Linked DNA regions of Mus musculus: region 2 is linked to region 1. A link is a contact called in public promoter capture Hi-C data. All regions are on one chromosome and are shown on one strand. The core of a region is the stretch at or near the end of the contact, and the rest is flanking DNA. Distances in the headings are between cores, read along the strand shown. Region 1 overlaps Klhl6 (kelch-like 6). Region 2 overlaps Klhl24 (kelch-like 24).

Evidence for each region. Capture Hi-C pulls out chosen DNA fragments and counts their contacts.
Region 2: a promoter capture Hi-C map of adipose tissue shows a contact between it and region 1. The contact joins two enhancer-like sites. A contact is called at or near these places in 1 of 39 promoter capture datasets (HPC-7-derived erythroid cells), 7 of 484 Hi-C or Micro-C datasets (CD8 T cells, LSK cells, bone marrow-derived DN3 thymocytes and 4 more) and 3 of 9 other capture datasets (adipose tissue, liver and pancreatic islet).

Annotation. Positions count from the first base shown.
Region 1 is chr16:19,961,172-19,964,831 of GRCm38.p6, reverse strand. All of the region lies in intron 2 of Klhl6 (kelch-like 6), which reads left to right. Among named protein-coding and RNA genes, the nearest start is that of Klhl6, 20 kb to the left of the region's middle. Within about 2 kb of position 1,646, at least 33 of the 459 cell types and tissues checked have an H3K27ac peak or open chromatin away from gene starts, as enhancers often do. A contact at or near this core is called in adipose tissue, where this site is marked.
Region 2 is chr16:20,111,151-20,115,267 of GRCm38.p6, reverse strand. It overlaps Klhl24 (kelch-like 24), which reads right to left. Exons shown (of 8, transcript NM_029436.3): 4 at 523-707. Among named protein-coding and RNA genes, the nearest start is that of Klhl24, 16 kb to the right of the region's middle. Within about 2 kb of position 2,432, at least 6 of the 459 cell types and tissues checked have an H3K27ac peak or open chromatin away from gene starts, as enhancers often do. A contact at or near this core is called in adipose tissue, where this site is marked.

The DNA of each region.
Region 1 (3,660 bases), core at 397-2,896:
CATAAACTAATTAGACTACGAATAATGTCAGTTGCCTCTATAATTATATCAAGGGTCCCATCTAAGTTATCATCTGTGGCCAGGACTAGGATTTTACTGTTGATGTTGATTTTATCGTATTCATGTTGTCTCATTGCCTAGATGTGTAAGAAACAGAGTCTGGGGATAGGCCACGTCATTCCTAGGGACCATAGATGAGCATCAAATCTTATGTATGACTTGGCTCTTGTGGAAATGATTCCTGTTTGTGTCATAATTGGCTTGGTAGTTGAAGGTAACAGATCCCAAAGTATGGAAAAGTATGTATCCCTGAAGGGTTCAGGGACCAAGATAGTTGGTAGGAGGATTAGCTCTGTTGAAGTTGGGGTTAGGGAGGGATTTATATAGTCTGGCAAAAGACAGGATTGTGGAAAGGAAATCCATTACAATGTAGCCTTGATGAATTTTGAGTAATAGGTTGCTACTAGTTTAGTCAATTTCATTGGCTCGGTTTCCTGGGGCATTCTAAAGATGCCAAGCCAATTATTTCTCTCAGGGCTGCTTTCCTGGTGATGTCCCCAAGTCATGCTCCTGACATGCTGCCAGTGCTCACCATCTGCCCCTTTGACTGGCAGGAAACTATCCCTCCTTATGGGAGGGTGAAATCACTAACTTTATGCCCTTTGTAACTCATCTCCTCCTTCCCACTATTTTAACAATATGACTTTCATTGAAGCAGAAGCGTGTCATGTAAGTGTGTATCTGAGTAGGGTACCTTGCAGCCTCTAACTTCACTAGCTGGGATGTATAAGGAGCATTGTGCATGCTCCAGCTGTCAGTAGACCTCATTCTCTTATTTCCTGGATCAGGAGTTTGCCCAGCAGCAAATGTGTGTACTTGGGAGGTGTTGACCCACTTCTCTTGCTTCACAACCTGGGTATAGCCAAGTGAGGGAAGTTATAGAGAGGTAGGGAGATCCTGAGAGCTGTGGCCTCGTGGTTAGATTGGTTTTTCTCTTTAGTCTGTAGGTTTCCTTCAAGGAGTTTCTTAGAACTAGATTAATGACTATAGATTCTTTTAACTTATTTTTATCATGGAAAATTTTTATTTTTCCTCCCATTATAATAGATGGCTTTGCTGGGTGTAATAGTCTAAGTTGGCACTTATTGTCTATAAGAATTTGAAATACATTTTTTTCCAGGCCCTTCCAGCTTTTACGTTTTCATTTGAAAAAAGAAAATCTGTTGTTCTGACGGAATTGCCTTTATATGTGACTTGCTGCTTCTCGCTGGCCACTTTCAGTATACTTTCTTTGTTCTGTACATTTAGTGTTTTAATTATAATATGACAAGAGGAGGTTCTTTTCCGGCTTTGTGTGTTTGGTGTCCTAGATCCTCCTTTTATTTTAAGTTCTAACTTGGGTAACTTTTCTGTTAAGATTCTTTTTTCCTTTACTTTTAAGAATTATATGATCATGTGTGTCTCCCATTTTGCCCTTTCAACTTCCTCCAAGTTCTCACATCGCAGCCTTCTGAACTTTATATTCCCTCCCCTTTTGTTATTATGCCCACTAAGTCCAGTCAATGCTGCCCATATGTGCATGGGTGTGGAGCCATCCTCTGAAGTATGCAACTCCTACTTCCCTACCAGTGGCCACATCTTTCAAAACTAATGATTCTTTCTCTTTCAGCAGCTATTAGCTGTCAGTAGCTCCTCAGGAAAGGGTGGGGTTTGGAGAACATTCACCCTATCTATTACATAATTGTCCCTGGCATGATCTTAAGTAGTTCTTGTTCAGCTAACGACTATTACTAGGAATTTTAAGTGCAACTGCCACGCCATGTCCAGAAGATGGCATTTTAGGCTATGGTTATTTTATGTTTGTGTTCCACTCTATTCATCATCTCTTTCTTTCTGCCTCTTCTTCCACTTGTTTTGTGAGCCTTGATGGTGGTGTGGTTAATGTAGATGTCCCATTTAGGGCTGAGAACCCAGCTACCCACTCTCAGCACTCTGCCCAGTTATGCACTGCTCCACTGACTGTTGCCCACTGCAAAAAGAAGCCTCTCTGACCAATGTTGAGAGCGGCCCAAGTCTGTGGGTATAAGGATAAATATTTAGAGGAAAAGTAGACATCATGAACATTTAAATAAATAAAAACAACAGGTTCAACCCTGGGGTGACCCAGACATGAATTCCCTCTTGTGGAATGGGCCTCAAGTCCAACCAGGAAGCTGTTTTCTCATAAAAGTCAATCCACTAAGCACCATTAAGCATATCATGTTTGGCAAGTTGATATTGTAGCATGAAGGGTCAAGTGCTAGATAAGATTATTGATGTCTTTTCTCCCCCAGCAGTCGGCACAGGAGGATCCTAGCTTGTTTGTGGTTCCTTCCTTCCTTCCTTCCTTCCTTCCTTCCTTCCTTCCTTCCTTCCTTCCTTCCTTCCTTTTTTTAAATTTTTTATTTTTTGGTTTTATGAGACAGGGTTTCTCTGTGTAGCCCTGGCTGTTCTGGAACTCACTCTGTAGACCAGGCTGGCCTCGAACTCAGAGATCCGCCTGCCTCTGCCTCCCGAGTGCTGCGATTAAAGGAGTGCGCCATCACGTCCGGCTTTCTTTCTTTCTTTCTTTCTTGCTTGCTTGCTTGCTTGCTTGCTTGCTTTTCTTGCTTCCTTGCTTTCTTGCTTTTAAAAAAGATTTATTTATTTATTTATATTTATGAGTACACTGTAGCTATCTTCAGACACACCAGAAGAGGGTGTCGGATCCCATTACAGATGGTTGTGAGCCACCATGTGTTGCTGGGAATTGAACTCAGGAACTCTGGAAGAGCAGTCAGTACTCTTAACTGCTGAGCCATTTCTCTAGACCTCTGTGGTTGATTTCTATATGTTCCACAACCAAAGTGCATGGTGTCTTCAGCACTATGGTCTTACAATGTAGTTGTGATGGGTAACCAAGGAAAATAGGAATGGCTCATACTGTTTTGTAGACCTGTGGTACTTAACTGGACTATAACTCCAGGGAGGTATCCCATGCCTTGTACTTTCAGAATTCTTTTAAAACTGTATCTTATATCTTCAGAACTATATTCTTCTGTGCCTGTTATCTATAGATTTATCTTTTTCAGAGTGTCCCCTATTCTGCCCTGCTTGAATGTTCCACTTCTTCCATGTCGTCTTCAAGCTAAGCTGTTCTAGCCTCTGTTGATCTATTCTATTGATGTAACTTCCATAGAGCTTTTGATTTGACTATGTTTTTCATTTCCAGCAATTCAGATTCATGTTTCTTCATTATTTCTCTCTTCGTGGAATTCCTTTTTTATAATTTGCATCAATGTCCTTGTTTCATTTCAGCTGTTTATGTTCTAACCTAGGTACTTCTTTTCTTCTTTAAGCATACTAATAATCATTCATTTGAGTTCAGTGTCTGAGATTTTATTTAACTCACTCTCATTAGATGTTATCACTGTGGAATGTTTGACCGAGTTAGTTTTCTTGGCTTTTCATATGTTACCTCATTGGTCTGACTGTATCTGGTGTTATTTCTTTGCTTTTTTTTAAAATCAAATATTAGTTGAAGTATTTGCAGTGTCCACATGAGACTTAGGTGTGGTAGAGTTGAGTGTTCAGAAAATAGTTCAGTAGTCTAATAGCTCCATGACAGCAGAATGCCTGGTG
Region 2 (4,117 bases), core at 1,183-3,682, 150 kb before region 1:
AGAAAGAAAAAGAAAAAAAGATAAACCATAACTTCTATAACTAACTTTTAGCTAGAGAGGTGGCTCAGTGGCTCAGTGATTAGAGCAGTTGCTGCTAGCCCGGAAGACCTGAGTGTACTCAGCACTCCCGTGGAGGCTTACAACTTCCTACAACTCCAACTCCAGGAGATCTCATGATCTCTTTTGGCCTCTGAAGGCACTTCTATGTTCTTCTGGGCACACACATATATAAACACACACACACACACACACACACACACACACACACACACACACACACACAGTTAAAATACATATACTCTAAATGTACATAAAAGCATTTAAAATATTATGACCAAACCAATTTTTGGTAGAACTTTTGTAAGTATTCTTGCTTTCAAGGGCAAAAAGTCTTTTCAGTTTTGTTGTATAAACTTGTTTATCTGAAATATTCATTTTACACTCAGTAAGTCATTATCATTTAAAAACAGCCAATCTGATTCCCAATCAAAAGTTGTAGCTACTATAATAATTTGTATTTACCTGAAACAAGAATATCATTCCTCAGTGCACAGACTGCATACTCGGATTTGGTAAATTCTGGAAGCTTGGCCAAGGACTTCCATTCTCCTGTTACTGGATCATAGCACTCAGTGTATGGAAGATTAAATCCTCCAACTCGTTCACAGCCTCCAACCACAACTATCACCTCTGAATAGCCAGTAGACCTAAAATAGTTATTGTTAAGAATGCACAAATAATAGTTAAGTGGTATATTAAAATATAATCAAGACTGTTAAAATATAATCAAGCCCTAACGCCATGACAGGCAATTAAATTTGTCCTTGCAGATATGCTGAACAGTACAGGCTGCCAGTGATTTACTTTGCAATGATTCATTAGTGGCATCATTATGCCACAGAAAATATCTACAAGGATTTTTCTTTTAAAGTGTTTTAGGTTTACATGTATGAGTGTTTTGCCTACATGTATGTATGTGTACCACCCATGAGCTTGGTTTCTACGGAGGTCAAAGAATGGGACTGGATACTGGATACCCTGGAATTGGAGTTAGGGATGGCTATGAGTCACCATGTGGGTGCTGGGAACCAATCCCTGGTCTTTTGCAAGAGTATCAAGTGCTCTTAACCAGTGAGCCTGCCCCTACTATTAAACTTTTTCTTCTTCTTCTTCTTTAAAAAGACACAGCCTCAAAATATCACCCATCCAGGCTGGTTTAAACATCATGATCCTCCTGTCTCAGCCTGAGAATACAAGTGAGTGATGGAAAAGGGATTACAGCCATCAAACCTGTCTTTTCTGGTTGGCTGGTTGATCTAGATACAGGGTCTCTCTATGTAGCTCTGGCTAGCTGGGAACTCACTATGTAGACCAGACTATCCTGGCACACAGACTCACTAGTTTCTGCCTCCTGAATGCTGAAATTAGAGGCAAGGAATAACACTCTGGCTTTTATAGGTTTTGACTTTTTAAGCCTTCTGTTTTGCCATAGTACTAGGGTCGGAAACATGGTCATTGGGCTTTCAAGGCAAGAATTCTACCACCTTTTATTATTGCTAAAAACAAATCCAATGTCTATGTATTTAAGAGTATTTCTTCAGAAATAAGTTATTATATTTGCAAGGTCTTCATGCTGTCCACTAGGGATATATGAAATCAAAGAAAATTCAAAAACATCTGTATGTCTAACTGTTACAATATGCATGCATCCATTAAAAATGGAGATCACAAGACTTTAAACCTTAAAGAGACAGAAGAGTTCTCCATCTGTAAGATCTAATGCTATCAATTCATTGTATTATCTAAAGACAGGATTGGCCAGCCCTAGAAGAAATACATAAATGAATGAAGGAGTAAAAGAATAAATCATAGAGTGAATATTTGCTATAGCCACTCAACTTATTGTCTCAGCAATATTGACTTGAACATTACAAATTCTTTGGCAGGAAAAATTTTAATGTTGGGTGAATTTCTCAAGTTGCTATCAGCTGAAAGGACCCAGTTCTAAAGCTCTCCTGTAGAGACTTGACTATAACAACATGCTGAGCAGGCAGCTTTAACACATTTAATCTGCTAGCTGGTTCTCCTCCTTTCTCTTTTTGTATGGTACTAGTTTTGAACCCAGGGCCTTGTACATGCTAGGCAAGCTTTTAGCCCCCAACCTAAATTTTCAACCTCACAATTTTTTTAATTTTAATTTTTAATTTTTAAAAATTTTTTTGTGACAGGACAGGGTCTCACTATTGTTGCTCAGGCTAGCCTTGAGTCGTTGACATTGTAATCTCCTGGTATCAGCCACCAGAGCAGAATAGACTAACACAGACTAGAAGAGAAGCAAGTTAATTGGTTTCTCATAGTCAACATTAGATCCACCCCTACAGAAATCTGATTTTCTTATTTTCTAAACTTGGCAAGGACACAGGAGTCTGTGTGCCAGGGCTCTCCACTGGGAACTACCCCAGGCAGGCGGCTTTTATAAGGAAAACAAATGTAGTGACCAAGACTCACAATGTTTACTTTTAAAAAAGTGGCAATTAACTTTAGATGCCCCAGTACAGGGGAACACCAGGGCCAAAAAGGGGGAGTGGGTGGGTAGGGGATTGGGGGGGTGGGTATGGGGGACCTTTGGGATAGCATTGAAAATGTAAATGAGGAAAATACCTAATTAAAAAAAACTGAAAAAAAAAGTGGCAATTATCTAAAAATTACTATTGGGAACTAATGGTAGAAATGTTTAAATACTGAGACACAATTATGCCCATGTGACTTAAATGTACAATGTTCAGAGACAGCTTAACTCTGTGGGCAGGGTGATGATTATTAGATGCCATGACACAGAAACACGTTCACGCCACAAAGCACGGTGATCATGTAAATGGATAGTACATTCATAGATTAAAAAGACATCTGAGTGTGGTGTCACATACTTCTAATCCCAACCCTCAGGAGGAAGAGGCAGGGGGCTCATAAGGAGGCAGGGCTTCACAGTGAGACTCTGTTTCAAAAAAACCAACACATAAATGGACATAAGGTCAAACTGCCTTCTAGGTATTTGTGTTTATACCCAAAGTGCTGCTCTCAGCCTTGATGAAGGAAGCATTTTGCAGTAGGCAGTGGGTTAAAATGCTGGGAACAAGTGACTGGTAAGTGGAGTTCCCTGAATGAGACAATCACTACCACACCCTTCCAAGGCTCAGAGAACACTGCTAAGAGCTGAAGAACGGCAGAGTGTGATGCAGCTCTATTTTCTGGACACGCCATGGCTGTAGCAGTAAGAAATACACAGCAGCTGTAGCAATAAGGACCACACAGGTTATCTGTACAAGATGGGACCTTTCAACATTTCACCATGGATGAAGGAGGGGCCATAAAGCTCCATCCTTCCCTGAATTGCTATTGGCATTAATGATGGCCAGAGGAGAGAAAGTCACTTTCTTCAGTAGTACAGTCTTGGGTAAGCTGCCCAAGTGCCAGGTAATACTCTCCCACATATGCTTTGAACACACACATAAACATGAAAGTAGAGGGGTGAGTGGGTAGTTGAGAAGGGGGCTGTGGTCAGCAGAAATGGGAGAGGGTAAGAGCAGGAACTGTGGTAGTGGATCATAATATATAATACATATTTATACACATGAAATTGTCAAGATAGTAATAAAAACCATTAAGACAATAGGACTAGGGAAATAACTTAGTTGCAGAATAAGCCCTGAGTCTATCTCTAGTACCAAACAAAAGAAAACTACCACATCTCATAGTAGTCATGAGTTCCTCCTGCTCACAGATAAGCATTAGAGAAACCAGAAATGTTATATATGCAGGCTTTTCTCTTAAAGCGGAAGGGATGTGTGTACCTGCTTTCTTCCTAGAATGCTGGAGTGGATGTTGTTATAACCTGGTGATCTTTTACCTACAGAGCCAAGCTTCACCAGAATCCTCCAAATGCCCAGACACTGTTTCTTAATAGAACCCATTCCTATGAAAGAGGTTCTATGTACTTGCAAAAGAGTTTACTTCTATGCTTATTACAAACCCTTCCTCCCTAGTCCCTGGTCATGAACACTGATTCTCAGTGAATAGAATGCATCCTTATGGAAGAGGTCACATGTAGTTTGCAAAG